2 separate regions of the Mus musculus genome follow, and region 2 is linked to region 1. A link is a contact called in public promoter capture Hi-C data. All regions are on one chromosome and are shown on one strand. Each heading gives the region's core, a stretch centred on a gene start, on an enhancer-like site or on the middle of the called end of the contact. The rest is flanking DNA. Distances are from core to core; before and after follow the strand shown. Region 1 overlaps Tbc1d7 (TBC1 domain family, member 7). Region 2 overlaps Gm40933 (a long non-coding RNA gene).

Region 1 (4,767 bases), core at 41-2,540:
CCCAAACTAAGTAGAGTTTAAGTACAACACCCCAGATCCTGCTCAAGCATTTTCTTCCAGTACCTCCCTCAGGGATGCTGGAGCACGCATGCGCCTGTAGAAAGAGCAAGGGCCTGTTTATTGCCGGTGTGGGGCTATTAGACTTAATTACAGCCAATCCGTAGGAGGAATCACTGAGTAAATCAGGTAGGAAAAGTGATTCTAAATGAGAGGCTGCCAATCCCAGCTACAATCACAATTGCCTAAGGCTGTCAAACATTCCAATTCTAGGCCCCACACCGTGAGAGTTAATGGAGGAAAGGTAATGAGAAATTTTCAACCCTCTGAGTACTAACAGGAAGTCAGAGCTGAAAGCAATGGGTTATCTGAATGAGCCTAGGAATTCTCCAAGTGTGGAGCTGCAGACATACAGACAACAATGGGAGGGCCCATGTGTAGAGTAATAGTCTTCATGTGTTCATATGTGCATGTGTGTTCATATGTGCATGCTGGAACAAGATGACAGGAGTCAAGTCCCCTCCCCAACTCTGGCCTGGAGGCTGTATGTGTGAGAAGAGACAAGTTCCTGTCACCAGCCCTTCCATACAGGTGGGCAGACAGAACCCCTAACACAGAGGGAATGTTCTAGATAAGTCAGTAGGTCTGGACCAGCATCAGGAATCCTCCAGAGCAGGGGGGGCCTGCAGGTGAGTTCACCCCGTGGAGACCCCCGCAATCCCGGGCTGCCTGTGTCCTCCAACAGCTGATCCAAGCAGCTGCAAAGGAGACACAGGGCCCATTCTATGGGAAATACTTCTCGCCTTCTGCAGGAAATCTCTCCCAGGACCACTGTAGCAGGTCCACTCATCACAGCAGCAGCGACAGGGGGAAGAGGGTTCTCTGCTTACTTCCCAATAACACTCCCATCAAAACAACAAAGACAACAAAAATTCCTCACCAGCTGAGGTAAAGCGTCCCTGTACTTGTTATTTAACTGCTTCACGAAGCATCGGCTGATCCAGTAACAGTCCACACTGTCTTCCACCATCTCTTCCATGGCCTTGGCGATGGCAAGAAAGACTTCATCCTCCGGCTCCTGAAAGATTAATGTTAGATCTCAAGAGAGAGGCCGCAGAAGGGAAGATATATTTCTTTTCTGAAAACCTAACACTGGCCCCTGCATCTTGAAGAGGCCACATTAATAAATCAAAGAGGGATCAGAAGGCAGAGTGTGTCAGTACAGAGGAGCAGGGGAAAGGAATGACAGGCAGCCCCAGAGAACCATGGGAGTCAGCAGAACTCAACAACAGCTGGCTTTTGTGTGGAGTTGGCTGCAAGCACAGGCCAGGCAGGGTCTCGCTCTACCCAGCCAGTCCCCAGGCCAGACCAGGGTTCCTTCAGAGGGAAGTGATGACACAAGCCACTCTGGAATGTGTCAGGATATAACTTATGATGAATACTGAGGAGCCCCAAACGAGCTCACAAAACACCTGATTTATATCAACACTTCCACACACTCCTTTAGTATTCTGTTCTACTTAAAAGTTAAACACCCTAAAACCAGAATTTTAGGAAGCCGAAGAATGACATTTCTTAGAAATGAAAATAAATCCTCAAGAAATCTTATAAAACTGAAATTCTATTTGGAAAGTTATGTTGTTTTCAAACATTGCCATCAACATCAAAACAAACAAGCCACAAACAACTTACATTTTCATCTAGGCTTTCATAGTTTGAAATTTTTAAGATTAAAAGGACACAAAGAGGGCTGGAGAGATGGCTCAGCGGTTAAGATCACTGACTGCTCTTCCAGAGGTCCTGAGTTCAATTCCCAGCAACCACATGGTAGCTCACAACCATCTGTGATGGGATCTGATGCCCTCTTCTGGTGTGTCTGAAGACAGTGAACTCATATATATATATATATATGTATATATATATACACACACACACATATACACATATACATACATACACACACACACACACACACACACACACACACACACATATATACGTTTCTATTCCTCTGAGAAGCTCCAAGTTAAATGACAATTCCTGTTTAAATAAAAAGCACTTCATTCTTAGGCTTTCTTTCAGCTTGTTAATAGCCACAGAATATAAGAATCATAAGCAATGTATTTTTCTAAACATCTTATTACAGTATTGGAGGACACAAAAGGAGCAAGAAGCAGAGGAACTCTTCCTCTCTAGGGATTCCACACAGGCCACGGCCTGGTCTGGGTAATCCTGCAGGTGCCATGTCACTGCTGCTCCTGATCACTCTGGCCAGGTAAGGAAGACTAGCATGCTTCACCCAGCTGTGCCCCAGATGAGCCCTCACAAGCTCTTACTACCTCATAACAGCACAGGAGGGGCTGTGCATGTAGGGAAAGGTCGGGAAAGAACCCCGTTCCCATGTTCAGTCAGCAAGTGTACCAGAGGCTGCAGGGAAAGTGGACTCAGCACAGACCAGTGAGTAGGGATGAGGTGGAAGCCATGCCTATAGTTTAGATTTAGATTTCTTCCACTAACAGAATAGCTGACCTTATTCAATATGTAATTCAAGAACTCGGAGCCCTTCTAGGAGCTTGGGCCTGTATTCTCAGCTGCTCAGGAAGCTAAGGTAGGAGGACTGAGACAGGGCCACTTAGCAAAAGGTAAAATAAAGGATGCAAGGGGTGGAGATGTGGCTCGGCGGCATAGAACTTGCCTAACACCCGAGAAGGGGGCGAGAGATGTAGCTCGGTGGTAGAGCACATGCCTCACACGGAGAAGCCACAGACTCGGTCCCTGAACCACAGAGCTCATGCCGTGCTACCCGTGTCCCCAGTGCTGCCTCCGAGTGACGGGAAAACAAGACTGTCCTAAGTGCCACTTAACATTTGGGGGGCTTCTCCCTCTTCATACATGCAATGACAAGAGTGATAGCCTTTATCCGTGCTCATTTGTCACTCTATCATTAACTCCCTACACCTGTAATTGGTTATAATAAGTCATATGTAAAATAAGTCAATTAATTTTTGAGGTGAGATGTCACTATGTAGCTGCTCTCAAGCTCAAGATCCCCTTTCTCAGTCCGGCCCGAGTCCTGGGATTAGAGGTGGGTGAGGTCACGCCTGGCTTAAAGCCCAGGCTTTGGTAAAAACAAATTTTGTAGATAATCAAAGACGGCATGCAAACCCTTGCTTGAAAAATTCATTCTGTTTTCTCCAGATAAATAAAACCTTCATTAAAATATCTAAATAATGGCAATAAAGTAGCCAGGAGTAGCTGGCAACATTGGAACATACAGGAAAACAAGCCGGAAGCAAATGCCTCCGCACAAATGGGAGCTTTTTAATATCTGCAGCTGTCACAGGGGAGGCTAAAATGAACTTGTAACTTCATTGGGTTGGAATTGAATTTATTATAATCTACAGAGACATGCACTAATATATAAAGGCTGAGGTAAAGCTCAGCAGCCGGGCACTTGTCTGGCATGTATGCTCTGGGTTCAAGGCCCAGCAGCACAACTTCTGTATTTTATACGTGTGCGCGTGCGCGTGTGCGTGTGTGTGTGTGCATGCACGTGCAAAATATATATTTCCTTCCTCTGTCTACTAAGAGAGCCTAAAAGGGAGGACGCAGGAGAGCAGAAATAAAGGCTTACACCGGAGCTGCAGCCCAGGAAGCAGAAGCAGAACCTGGGCATCTTTTTTGTGCCCAAGTGTCAGGAAATTCGCAAAACAGTGAACGTATCAGATGTAAGGGGCTCCTGCTGGCTGCAGCTGGAGTATTTTGAACATCAAAAGGAAAAATGGCAGTAAAAGATTATAGGCCATAACTTAAAAAGGACTCAGTGCATCCACACTGACATCAACAAATAAATGCCAAGGAAACACTTACAGATGAAGCCAAACGACAGACACAGGGAGACTTCAGAAGTTAGAGAAGCACATTGACAATCAGAGCAGTAACAACATTTTAGGAAAGATGAAGAATTATAAGCCCCCAAATTCTATGCGGGTAGCACATTCCTTTCATCTCAGCACTCAGGAGGCAGAGGCAGATGGAACTGGGGGGGTTCAAGACCAGACTAACCTGGTCTCTGTCACAAGTTCTGGGCCAGCCAGGGTTACATGCTGAGAATTTGTCTCCAAAAAATGAATAATTAAATTATATGATATATATTTTATATATAATTTATATATTAGTTATATGTAATAAATACTTTATATATGAATAATAAATGTGTAAGTATATAAATATATGTTTTATATTTATATATTACTGTGATATTTATACTTAAATGTATACTTATATATTTATATTTTATATATAAACTAAGTATAAACAAATATTATATGTAAATAGTATATATATAATATATAATTTTATTTCTTCAGATGTATTTTTAAATATATAAGAGAAGCCTCAGAGTTTGTTTCCATGAGTTACTAATTAATGACAAATCATACGCTTATAGGAGAAGAACCTGGCAGACAGTCCCTGTGCCAAGTGATCCATTACCAGTCCTTCTTCACTATCCTTGCTAACAGTGCATAACCAGGTTCTAGTTACCAGTGAATACCAGACAAATGGAGAAATCCCTAAGACACTCAAAACTGTCGAAGCCTGAAGTTCAGTGCTGCCGGACCAAGGGCGGCAACAAAGGGCAATGTTGATAACAGGACTGGACCTGCGGTCAGAGGAGCATCCAGGGACAAGCAACCGGATCTCAAAAAGATGCTCAGCTTAGCTCCCAGCCCTGTGTCAACGCTGATGTGTGAGCTCTGATCATCACGC
Region 2 (5,177 bases), core at 1,887-4,386, 2.2 Mb after region 1:
CCTAACTTCTGGCCACAGTCTACTTCCTATGTCTTTAAGTTTGATTTACTTAAAGACCTGATGGATGGCATCATCTTGAGTGAGGTAACCCAATCACAAAAGAACTCACACAATATGTACTCACTGATAAGTGGATATTAGCACAGAAACTTAGAATACCCACGATATAAGATACAATTTGCAAAACACATGAAACTCAAGAAAAACAAAGACCAAAGTGTAGACACTTTGCCCCTTCTTAGAATTGGGAACAAAACACCCATGGAAGGAGTTACAGAGACAAAGTTTGGAGCTGAGACGAAAGGATGGACCATCTAGAGACTGCCATATCCGGGGATCCATCCCATAATCAGCTTCCAAACGCTGACACCATTGCATACACTAGCAAGATTTTGCTGAAAGGACCCAGATAGAGCTCTCTCTTGTGAGACTATGCAGGGGCCTAGCAAACACAGAAGTGGATGCTCACAGTCAGCTATTGGATGGATCACAGGGCCCCCAATGGAGGAGCTAGAGAAAGTAACCAAGGAGCTAAAGGGATCTGCAACCCTATAGGTGGAACAACATTATGAACTAACCAGTACCCCGGAGCTTTTGACTCTAGCTGCATATGTATCAAAAGATGGCCTAGTCGGCCATCAGTGGAAAGAGAGGCCCACTGGTCGTACAAACTTTATATGCCTCAGTACAGGGGAACGCCAGGGCCAAGAAGTGGGAGTGGGAGAGTGGGGGAGTGGGTGGGGGAGCATGTGGGGGACTTTTTGGGATAGCATTGGAAATGTAACTGAAATAAATACCTAATTAAAAAAAAAAAGACCTGATGGAGGTGAGGCCTACTACCTTTCTCTTTTGGGGTGTGTATGTGTGTTTGTGGGTTGCATGTGAGCATACAGATAGACCCACCAGTTGGAAGGACATTTCTATCACTCTCCACCCCATTCCTTAGGGTCAAGGTCTCTCGTTAAGCCTAAAGCTTGAGAGTCTCGCTCTTTGAGCTAGACTGGCTGCCAGCGAGTTCTCGGGGACAATCTATCTCCACCTCCAGGGTTGTTTCTACATATACCATGACATTATTTTTCTTTGTGGCTGAATACAATTCCTTTGTGTCTGTGTACCATGCTTTCTCCATCCAATCATGCTGACTTAGTTAGGGTTTACTGCTATAAACAGACACCGTGACCAAGGCAACTCTTATAAGGACAACATTTAATTAGGGCTGGCTTACAGGTCAGAGGTTCAGTCCATTATCATCAAGGTGGGAACATGGCAGCATCTAGACAGGCATGGTGCAGGAGGAGCCGTGAGTTCTCCATCTTCATCTGAAGGCTACTAGTGGAAGTCTGACTTCCAGGCAGTTAAGATGAGGGTATTAAAGCCCATACCCACAGTGACACACCCACTCCAACAAGGCCACACCTAATAGCGCCACCCCTGGGATGAGCATATACAAACCATCACACATGCGTTGATGGACATCTAACTTAGTTCCACTTATTAGCTACTGTGAATACTGACCGCAGCAATAAACATGGTTGTGCATGTGTCTTTGTGGTAGTGCTTAAAAGTCCTTTGGGCAAATAACTGAGAGTAGTACACTGGGTTACATGCAGCTCAATTCTTAGTTTTGTTGAAGAATCTCCTTTCTGATGTCCACCATGGTTGTCCCAATTTACAGTCTCCCTGGCAGTGGATACAGGTTCTTCTTTGCCCACGCTCTCTCCAGCATGTGTTAACATTTGTTTTCTTAACATCAGCCATTCTGACTAGAGTGAAGTAGGGTCAAGTCATGGCTGAGAACACTGGGCACACTTTAAAAACATTATTGTCTATTTGTGTTTCTTTTGAGAACCGTCTATTCATTTCTTTAGTTTGTTGATTGGAGATTTATACTTTTGGTATTTGATTTTTGCAGCTTTTATATGTGCTAGATAGTAACTGCATTTCTGATTTTTTTTTTCTCACCCATTCTGTAGGCTGCTTCTTCACTCTGCAGAAACCTTCTAGTTTCATGGAATACCATTTGTCAATTCTTTTGATTATTTCCTGAGGTATTAGAGTCTTTTCCAGAAAGTTTGTACCTATATCCATATCATGAAGTGTTTCCCCCTACCAATTCCAGTATCTCAAGTCTTATATTAAGATCTTTGAAATGTTTTCATTGATTTGTGTTCAGACTAAGAGGTATGTAACTATTTTCATTTTCTGTATATGAATACCCAGTTTTCCCAACACAATTTGTTGAATGTGCTGTCTTTTTTCCCAATGTATATTTAGACAACTTTATCAAAAACGAGGTGGCTGTAGTTATGTGAGCTTCTTTCTGAGATCTATACTCTATTCAACTGGTCTACATACCTGTTTTTGTGGCAGTGCCTTCTGGCTTTGTCACCATGGTTCTGTGGTCTAACTTGAGGTCACATGTGGACTCTCCAACATGGTCCTTTCTACTTTCAACTGTTTTGGTCATTTGGGCCTTTTGTATTTCAATATAAATTTAAGGATTGTTTTCCCCCCTGGATCTGTCATTAGAATTCATTGGGGGACCCCATTGAATCTGCAGGTTATTCTTGGTAATATACCCATTTTCATGATACCAATTCTGCCATTAATAAGTGTGAGAGCTTTTTCCATTTTCCGGTGACATCTTCAAGGACTGCTAACTCAATGGCAACCTCAAGGCCTGTCTGAGTTACAGAATAAGTACAGCTCAGTGATAGTGCTTGCCCAGGGGCGGAGGATCTAATATCAATTCCTGATACTACAAACACATACAGATAGACACATATGCGCACACACATACACACACAATGGAAAGAAAAAAAATTGAAAACCATGGCTGAAAGAATAGATAATGAACCTATAGATACAAAGTAGTGTTCATTGATTCTTCCATTCAAAATCCAAGTTCTGAAGAATATTGACTATCATGCTATTGAATGGATGGTCTGTAAAAACAAAAACAAAAAAAAAAAACAAAACAAAAAAAAAACAGAACAGTCTGTGACTAAGAAGGGAAGGCCCTATTATTGGCTATTAGCTTCTATTCACAAAGTTGGTAGAAAGCAGGGCAGCTCTTTTAACCCCACGTGACCATCATGATGATCAAATGCTGTTTCCTCTTGTGACTTTAGATGTCAGCACATCCTGTAGAAAGCCCAGACAAAGCACAATCAAGGTCTCTGTCAGGAGGGTGGAGGCCTACACAGGAACCGCCAGCCTTTCATAAGATAAAAAGCTGAGATATATAAGTATATAGTATAAAACTGCACTTTACCTTAAAATCAGTTCTGTGTGCTTGAGGGGTGAGTTTGGCACTGTTTGCCTATGTGTGTAGGGGTTGGGAGCTTTTTCTTTGTTCTTTTGCTTGTTTGTTTGTTTTTTTAAGATAAAAGGCTACCTAAATCCAAGGATCTGAAATGGCTAACATGACAGCTTGGTGTAAGTACTTAGTAAAACCTAATGCCATTAGAAAGACCCCTTGTTAAGGCTACCATCTTCCTTGCTCATTTCCAGGCCTCGCAAATGAGTTATGCATTCTGTTCATACCTGCATGCCTTTGTCTGCTAGCAAATAGGAACTATTTTTGCTATATATTTGCTACTGTGTTCCAAATAGGAACTACCCCAGACACTCATGTGTTCAATAATTGATCACCAGCCTTTGGCACAGTTTTTAGAGGTGATGGGAACTTCAGGGTGATGGATTCAGGACCTAGGAGCATGAGCTATTTTCTGTAGTACTGTACATTTTACTCAGTTTGACTGATACAAATTTATAACCCCAAATCTTATGAATTCAAACTTTAGCTCTCTCCAACTTGGAGTTAGAGGAGGGGTAAAGCATCAGATGGAGGAGTGTGGGTTAGCAGCTCAGCACAGGGAGAGGAGCATGTCTGGAGGTGTGCGGCACTCAAAGGCAGCTGTGTTCTGGAGCAGAAGTTGATGTTCTGGGCCCTTCTCTGAGAACAGGCAGGATACTGCTGCCATGGTAAGAAGATGGGAGTCAAGCCTAGGTATAAAAGGAATTGAGATTTCACCAGGAGGAAGAGGTCCACACCAACTGTACACAACCTCTTCTAGGAAATACCAAAAAAAGAGAGCTTGCTTCCTGGCTCATCCCGAGACCAGTATTACCCAAACCAGATAAATGTCAGAAAAGCCAACTGTCACTTGGCTTTATCTGTGTGTAAAAGGTCTGTTTATATTTGTTTTGAATATTCTTTTTTGTTGTTTTTGATACCCACTCCCCCTCTTTATATCATCAGAACAGTTTTTTTTTCCAGTCACATTGATTCATATCTATAATTCCAGGTGAGGTGGAAAGGAATTGCAAGTTAAAAGCTACACTGAGCTACATGATCCTGTCTGGGATCAAAAAAATGTCATAAGCAAACAAAAGCAACAGCGATGAAACACCTTATTCGTGTCTTCTACAATGTCATCCCCTCCCCATTTACTTTGAGCTAGTGGCAAAAGAGAGGCAGGCTCTTCCCATCCTGGCCTTCTATGTTGCCGTGCAGCTGAGCAGAGCTGGCAGGAAGGAAGCTTGCATTCTCTACGCAATTCTTTGTAATCATAAAAGATTGCTTTTAATTTGAGCATCCAGTGTAGATTCACATCAGAGACATTGTAACATATATTTATAGACTAAAGAGGTTTAGAAAACTGTAAGATTTATACTTTAAGGCTTATCTCATTATAATTTGCTCTTTATGAAATATTCCTTCCAGCTGGGCACAGTGGCACATGCCTGTAATCCCAGCACTAAGCAGGGTATAACTAGGGACCAATCTGGGCCACACCGTATGATAGGACCCTACCTTTAACACACACACATACACCACACACACATACACACACACACACAAACATACATATACACATGTATTCACATATACACACACATGTATTCACATATACACACATAGGCATAAATACGCAGACATACTTATACATGCACATATCACACACACACACACACACACACATATACAGACATACATATGCATACATATATACACATACACATACATAGCCATAAATAAAGATATACACACATACATGAATATATACACATGCATATATATACATACACATATACATACACAGACATACACTCACATACATACACATATACACATGAATATACATATTTCACTCTTGCAAGTGAAACAAGAT

Evidence for each region. Capture Hi-C pulls out chosen DNA fragments and counts their contacts.
Region 2: a contact with region 1 is called in a promoter capture Hi-C map of adipose tissue. The contact joins two enhancer-like sites.

What each region holds. Positions count from the first base shown.
Region 1 is chr13:43,158,326-43,163,092 of GRCm38.p6, forward strand. It overlaps Tbc1d7 (TBC1 domain family, member 7), which reads right to left. Exons shown (of 8, transcript NM_001252639.1): 5 at 938-1,075. Among named protein-coding and RNA genes, the nearest start is that of Tbc1d7, 11 kb to the right of the region's middle. Within about 2 kb of position 1,291, at least 37 of the 459 cell types and tissues checked have an H3K27ac peak or open chromatin away from gene starts, as enhancers often do. A contact at or near this core is called in adipose tissue, where this site is marked.
Region 2 is chr13:45,368,720-45,373,896 of GRCm38.p6, forward strand. It overlaps Gm40933 (a long non-coding RNA gene), which reads left to right. Exons shown (of 3, transcript XR_873345.1): 3 at 1,974-2,492. Among named protein-coding and RNA genes, the nearest start is that of Gm40933, 12 kb to the left of the region's middle. Within about 2 kb of position 3,137, at least 26 of the 459 cell types and tissues checked have an H3K27ac peak or open chromatin away from gene starts, as enhancers often do. A contact at or near this core is called in adipose tissue, where this site is marked.